2 separate regions of the Zea mays genome follow, and region 1 is linked to region 2. The links are chromatin contacts, called in public Hi-C maps. All regions are on one chromosome and are shown on one strand. The core of a region is the stretch at or near the end of the contact, and the rest is flanking DNA. Distances in the headings are between cores, read along the strand shown. Region 1 overlaps LOC103653283 (a long non-coding RNA gene). Region 2 holds the start of LOC100277066.

What was found. Hi-C and Micro-C count contacts between places; a contact is called where the count stands out from the background.
Region 1: a contact with region 2 is called in a Hi-C map of leaf, with 4 times the contacts expected there. The contact joins the enhancer-like site here to the promoter of LOC100277066 in region 2. A contact is called at or near these places in 6 of 25 Hi-C or Micro-C datasets (bundle sheath, ear, leaf and 1 more).

The regions. Positions count from the first base shown.
Region 1 is chr4:58,438,737-58,442,780 of Zm-B73-REFERENCE-NAM-5.0, forward strand. LOC103653283 (a long non-coding RNA gene) reads left to right here. Exons shown (of 3, transcript XR_565377.2): 2 at 1,359-1,413; 3 at 1,500-2,096. Among protein-coding and RNA genes, the nearest start is that of LOC103653283, 4.5 kb to the left of the region's middle. Within about 2 kb of position 1,780, at least 9 of the 20 cell types and tissues checked have an H3K27ac peak or open chromatin away from gene starts, as enhancers often do. A contact at or near this core is called in ear, leaf and tassel, where this site is marked.
Region 2 is chr4:58,331,671-58,335,256 of Zm-B73-REFERENCE-NAM-5.0, forward strand. LOC100277066 reads left to right here and starts at 1,948. Exons shown (of 1, transcript NM_001150733.2): 1 at 1,948-3,586. The coding sequence starts at 1,997. The coding sequence ends at 3,367.

The DNA.
Region 1 (4,044 bases), core at 530-3,029, 110 kb after region 2:
TCCAGAGGTTGTGCATCGATCTTACCCACAAGTCATGTTACCCATCTTCCACGTGGTCATGAATCCCATACAACTTTACCGGGGAGGCGAGGCAGGGTAGCACTACGAGGCCTTTCTAAAGTTCCACTAGTTCAAAAAAACTCACTACGGATTCAGAAAGAAGGAAGCGTAGTAATCCCTCGTCCGAAAAGCCATCACATATCAGTTTTCATGACGACTAAGATGTAATAACTTTATTTTATTTCGATGTACTTATTTTCTATGAAATGTTGTATCACGTGATGCAGTGGATGTTAATTTATCACGATATTGGTTGCGAAGGAAAAGTTTGAGATCCTTCGCGATTTCATCGGACCCAGGGGCGGATCTAGGAGGGGGGCTGCCGGGGCTGCAGCCCCGGTCGCCCCATGACACCTATTTTATGATGTGTCCTAATAGTATATACTCCATCTATTTTAAAATAGTAGTCATCATTTTAGGAAATTAGTAGGTTTATATAATTTTTGATTGATGCATGTGTTTTATATATATGTCTAGATTCATCATCATCCATTTGAATATAGACATAAAAACAAAGAGCTAAAAGGACAACTATTTTGAAACGTGTGAGTATATTATAACATAAATACAGCCTATAAAGGTTAACTAAGATAGGCCACAACCTTCTTTCTAATCGTGTCATTCAGCACATGTATTTGGCCTCTATCTGTGCCACCAGCACGCTAGGTGGTAGCGCGCGCATCCACGCTGGATCCCGTCCATGCTTCAGCAGTGTAAATCCACGCCACCACACATGACGTATTCATGAGCTAGCGCGCACGGCCAATGCACATCTAACAGTTAGCAGCGCGCATGTACCCAACGCAAGGGGCACAAGCCAGGGGCGACGACAGGGGGGACACGGGAGCAATGCCCCCCTAATGCTCCCCTAATTCTATAGGACATGTTAGTTTTTAGCTAATTCTCATGTAAATAGTACAAAAAATGCTTCTAACAACCCCCTTATTCTAATTTGGTCCCCGTAATTTTGGATCCTGGCTTCGCCCCTGCTGCAAGCAGCACCATGACAGACCTGCTGCAACATGCTAGGACATCAGGCCTGCGACGACGTCGTCGTGGCACTCACCCCCAAGATAGCCACTAGTGGCTCCGTCAAACATATTTTAACATATAGCCCCTACTTTGATCCAATCCTGGATCCGCCACTGATCGGACCCCTAGGTTTATAAAGGTTCAAATGTGTTAAATCATTGTCATGCAATTGGTTTTCGTACTTTATTTCTTATAAATCTGGTTGAGTCGCTGCATTAATAATACCGCGATTTTGTCATTCGGTGATACATATTAGTCTACTGCAGAGCAGAAACGGAACGGTGACACCAGTTTCCTTCCCTTCTATTTGGCGTTCAAAAGGTAGGCTAAATTTTAGTCTAGTCTACCCGAACACCACTCGGATTGGTCTCCGCTAACGTTTTTTCCCCTCTTGTCTTATACAACAGGAGTTTAGGGGCGTGTTCGGTTGGCTGCAAGCCGACACTGTTGCAGCTGTTTGGACTGCTGCAGCTGCAATCCATAGAGAGAAAAATACTGTAGAAGCCGCAGCCGCAGCCGGATTGCAGCCGCAGCAAGCCGCAGCGAACAAGCTGTAGGTTTCTTGTGTCTTGCGGTCTGAAATGGAGCTTCCGTCAGAAAAATCAATATGCTGTCATGACGAGACGAGACTTGAACAGCTCCTCTCCAGGCTGGCCCAAAACAAGTTCAGCCTGGCCCATACGAAGGTTTCGGCAGCCTGGGCTTTGTCTGACGAAAGCTTTCGGTGCATCTGGAGCAGTTACTCATGGATTTGGTACGTCCCGCTTTGTCTGAATCATGAAAAGTCGCGTGTTCGATCTGCAATCATGATGCATTTGGAGCTAGCAGTTACTCATGGATTCCTGGTGCGTGCATCTTCTGGTCTCTGCTGCATGCATGCAGAATCATGGTGGGTTTTTTTAATTATGCAAGTGTTTGCTTATTTTCAGCAGCGATGTCCAATTCAATAATAGTGTCTTGTAAAGATTTTTTTTTTGATGTTTATGGAATCCATTATTGTGCCAATCCCAGCCTATCAGATGCCTACGGAGGGCGCTCATCTTGTTATTCCACCTTTGAACTGAGTTGCGGCCTTTCATTGGCTTGCTCCAAATTCCTATGACAAGACTATATAGAAATCATCACGTAGGAACCAGCTTAGTTCTACTTTGAATTGTCTTTTTGTTTCTTGTGTAAGCTGGAGAACCAGTGTCTAATAGAAGGGGGTATGATCCGAGACCCCACGATCTAGGGCCTTAACAGAAACAAAAGGATATTTGGATTCCCAATCTGAAGACATTAGAATGCGGTCTAATTTGTCATAGGTTGGAATGGGAAGGGAATTGGCCCAAGTGAATTGACGTCCCATCAAATCAATTTCCCAAAGGTCAAAGCTATCTATAACAACATTGAACAAGAAAGGCTATCGACCATTGAATCTATCATCTATCGTTGTTCTTCTCCTTGCTATTCCTTAGAATATTAAAGTCACCACCTATTAGCATGGGCAATGGATTTTGTTGACAAGCTCTGACTAGCTCAGATAAGAAGACTATTTTGAATTCATCCTGAGCTAGACCATAAACTGCCATAAGAATCCATTTGAATTTATCTACCTTATCGTAAATATGAAATTTAATATAAAATCCCCCTTCCACAATTAGAGACAAGTCAAGCACAGTAGCATTAACACCCAATAAAATTCCACCAGATCTCCCTCGCGGGGAAGACAATGCCAAATAAAATCCTTGTCCCCTGAAAGGCGAGCGAGGCTTGTTTTTGACATGTCATGCTTCCCAGTTTCCATGATAGCCACAAAGTTCAAATCATATTCTTTAATGGCTTCATCAATGAAACGATATTTAGCCAAGTCCGCTAGACCTCTACTATTTCAAAAAAAATCCTTTCGTTAGAAAACTAGATTATTTATTTTAAAGGCTTTATTTTTTTCTTAAACTGGACTTTGATTTGCGACTGGTAACTATAAGGTCACAAATTCTTGTGTCAAGTTCCAAGTCATCAAAGCTTACATATGTTATATCCTTTAACAAGTGATCAACTAGGGTATTGTCCATAACAGTATCCTGATTATCACTGTCAAGAGAGAGATCTTATTTTTAGTTTTTCTGCTAGTTTCAAAGATTTTGAAGGAGTTACAGTGCTTCTATCAACCTCAATACATTTTAGAGCATTAATAGATAGATTAACTATTTTATCAATACCCCTAACTTGATCCCAAGACTAATAAGATTTCTGGTGCATCTATCAATTGACATGCCATTAATCGACAATGGATTAGAGTTCAACGTACCCATATTTGAGGCACAAGGTGATGAAGTAGGCGAGAAAGGATATCCAACATGGCCCTCAACCGGCAACTGCTCCGAAGGCCCGTCTAGATTTCTCAACGCATCTCTTTTCATTGCTTTAGAAACCATTTGTTCATCTGCTACAGAGAAACCATCAGCAGATAAAATAGAATTTAGGCAAATACTACGCCGTAGACGTACCAAGAGTGTTTGAGAGGTTAGCCTGAGTCGATCCCACATAGGGGCCAGACCTCAACGTTGAAGATACCCTTTCAACACCAGTACCCTGTTTGTTAGCTGCACCAGGCGGACAATGTAGGTGGTCCAACCGCGCATCAGCAAACGATGCACCAAGCCACCAAGCCCTGCTGTAGCAAGGGGGTGCTGCATCACCTGTTGCACGATAGGTAACCCATTCCCTTACCCCGTCGTAGCCACCTGTGATTGATGCTCGGCAGACGACAAAACCATTTGGTTGCAGCGGCAACTGATCCAAGCAAGACGGGGATTGCTGGCCAGCAGCAAGCAATGATTGAACAAACTGCAGGTCAGCAGCTGTCACCAAACGCTGAGCTTTAGGCTGTCTTCGGCAATGTTCTCTATGTTTCCTCCATTAAAAGAATATTCTCTGTACTTTACAGTACACTCTGTCTAAAAGATTTCA
Region 2 (3,586 bases), core at 698-3,197:
TTGACAGCGCCAAGGAATAATTATTTAGTTTGTTTTATTGTTATCATCTGTTTTTGTAAGACTTCCGATATGTAATAACGATACTTGTAACATTTATCTCTATACACTTTATCATTATATGTGATGTTCTTCTTTGGCGCACATATGAGACACACCCGGCTTTATCCCTTAAATTCAGGTGTGACACTATCTTAACTGGCTACATGCCCTAGTATGGGACAAAATAAGCTTGAACCTGGCTATTCCATACGTGAAAAGATAACCGCGCACTGGGCATGGGAAAAGACAACCGCAGTACAAATACAATGGCTCATGTCAGAGTCGAGGGGTTGTTTAGTTTTTCTAAACTCACTCGACGAACTAGGATTCACCTGGAGCAAGCGTATAAGCGGTCAAACTAACCTAAACACTTTGTAAAGCACCTACGCTAATCACTTCGTGATTCTACTAAGCACTTGTGCGTTTGAGCACTTAGAAATATCTACAATATGTCTTGGTATGTTGCTTGGGCTCCTACACTTTCAAATGGCCGGTTGGAGGGGTATATATAGCTTCCCCTTGAATTATAACCATTGGTCAGAAAGGCTGCTGCGTCTATCGTCGGGTGCATCGGACAGTCCGGTGCACACCGAACATGCCTGATGCCCTGGCCACGTCAGCCGACCGTTGATGTCTGTAGCAGTCGACCATTGGATCCGACCGTTGCAGACTGTCCAGTGCACACCGGATAGTCCGATGCTACAACGCCCGAGAGTCACTGGTTGCGGGCCTCTCTGCTCAGACTATCCGGTCACACACCGAACAGTCCGGTGCACACCGGGCAGGTACTGTTCACTGTTCGGTGCGCCACCATAGCGCTGGCTGACTGCCCTCTTCTTGGATTTTTTCGTTGTTTCCTTGGGCTTCTTTCGTTCTCGAGTCTTGGACTTCTACGGATCTTTTAGGTCTTATTTTGAGGTGTTGCATCCTCATAGCCTTAGTCCAATCCTCTTCGCATCCTGTGAACTACAAACACAAACATTACCAAACATATTAGTTCACAAGGTTATGTTGATTATCAAACACCAAAATCCTTTAGACAAATGGGCCGGTGTCCATTTTCCTTACAATCTCCCCCTTTTTGGTGATTGATGACAACACAACCAAGCAAGCAAATATAACAAATACTTTGATGAAAATATGCAATCTAGATGCTAGGATGCATGAATGTTCCCACAAAGTGAGATTATGGACTTAAGCCTCACCCTAACTCCACAATCCACGTAATTCCTATTTTAGAACAAAAACACTTGTAGAAACAAAACCATTTGCAAGTTTAAGATTTTAAAATTTTAAATTGAGTGATTGGGTGGTATTTGGTGTTTGATATATTTTGAATTGCTTTGGTCTCTAAAAATTCTCCCCTTTGGAATCAAGCATCGAAAAGGAAGAGATTAAAAGCATTTAGGAAGCAAATAAAACTTGTCCTCTAAAAGATTACTCCTTAAAAAAGTGTTCTCCCCCTTTAAAAAATATACTCTCATTTTTTTTACCATAAGAGCTAGTTTGGTAACCACAAAACCGGAGTGGATTGGAGGGGATAAAATTTCCTCGTATTCAATTTTGAATAAGAAGTGAATTTTAACCCCTCTAATCCTCTCCGGGTTTTGGACTCTCAAACTAGATCTAAAAGAAGATATACTCCCCTAGATTCTCTACTTAGGAAAAGAACAAGAGAAAAAGAGGTACAATATATGATTTGAATAGACTAACTCCACTATGCGTAGGTAAAAGATATAGTTAAAATATATAATTGTGCAATTTTTTTTCTCTCTCCAGTGAACACTTCCGCAACCGAACATGCCACCGCCCAGGGGATCCACCCGCCCAGCTCTCCCACAGGCCACAGCCATCGCAACAGAGCAACATGCCAACAGCCATATTGGCGAGGCGGAGCAATCCCGTAGTGGGATTGAAATCCAAAACCCTAAACTAACTCCAATCCACACTTGCCGGCATGGCCCTCAAGCGCTCGGCCGCCGCCGCCAGCCTGGGGTCGGCGTCCGACGCCTCCGACGGCGAAGCGGGCGCGGCCCGCAACAGCCACCGCCGCCGAGTCTCCCCGTCCCGCTCCCGATCCGAGTCCCCTCGGCCCAACCTCGGCCCTAGCGCCGCCGCTTCCGACACCAACCGTGAGCGTTCCCCCCGCGACCACCTCGACTCCGATGCGGACTCCGACGCCGACGCCGGCGCCGGCGCCGGCCGCGGCGCCCGTTCCTCGAGGCTTCTCGGCGAACGTTCCCCGAGCTTCCACTCCAACTCGGACGCTGACGTCGCCGGGCGCTCTCCGTCGCCGAGGCGCAACCGCGAGCGCACCCTTCACCTCCACTCTGACTCCGACTCCGACAACTCCACCACGGCCGCGGCCGCCGCCTCCGATGACGCCGGCGACGCCTCGCCTTTGGCTATTGCGCACCGTGCCTCGCACATCGGGACCTCCAACGTCAAACCCGTCAGCACGCGCCCGATGGATGTGCCCTCGCGCGCCGCCGCGGGATCTTCCCAACGTCGTTCCAAGCGCCGCCCCAGCCCCCACTCCCCGGAGCACCAGAAGCGGCCGCCCCGGGTTTGGAGTCCTGAAGACGAGGTGACCATACTGAGTGCTCTCATTGAGTTCCGTGCCAAAAAAGGTCGGCTTCCTGCGTCCATTCAGGACACGAGCAAGGTACACAGCCAGATTATTCATCAACTCACTGCTAATGCTTCTACGGCTCAGCTTAGTGATAAGGTCAGGCGCCTCAAGCACAAGTACAAGTTGCTGCTCACTCGTTCAAAGAATGGACGGGATCCTGATTTGCCAACCAAACATGATCGCGATGTCTATCAACTTAGCAAGAAAGTTTGGGGATTGAAAAGTCTACTACTAGTACGAGGATCTCGTGTGTCACACGAGGACACTGAAGATGCAGAAGAGAGCAATGAAGAGCAGGAGATAGAGGAGAGTGATGAGGATATAGAAAATGGATGGGGACTCCGTGGTCGCACAGGCAAGAAACCAAGGGCATTGACATTTGAAAATGGCAATGGTAATGCAATTGTCACTGCAGGTAGGGCTTGCCATGGTGATGGCAGTGGGAGAGATGATGCTGAGAAGGGAAAACAAATGTACCCATACCTGTGGGAGGCTGTTGAGGAGCTTTCGAAGGAGCATCCGAGTGGACCTATATTCAGGAAGGCATTTGGTGTACTTGAAAAATCAAAGGCAGGAGCGGTGGAGGAGAAGCTCAGGAAGTTCAGAATGTTAGAGATCAGGCAGCAGCTGCGTCGGATGGACCTGATGAAGGAGACAGTGGGGTTGGTGCTTGATGCTCTGGAGGGTGCATATTGATGTGCTGGTGGTTTTGGATTGTGTCCGGTATTGGTAAGGTGTTGCTCAAAAAGGGCGACCTAAGTCTTCCAGTTGCCTGGAATTGCAGTGTTATGGACATATGGTTGGGTGTGTCTAATTTTGTTGTGAAGGATATGATATGTCTTTGACCCCAACTAGACCTAGATCAAGGAGTTATGACGGCTGCTTGTTGTCGTTCCTGAAATATTTATGCTCTAT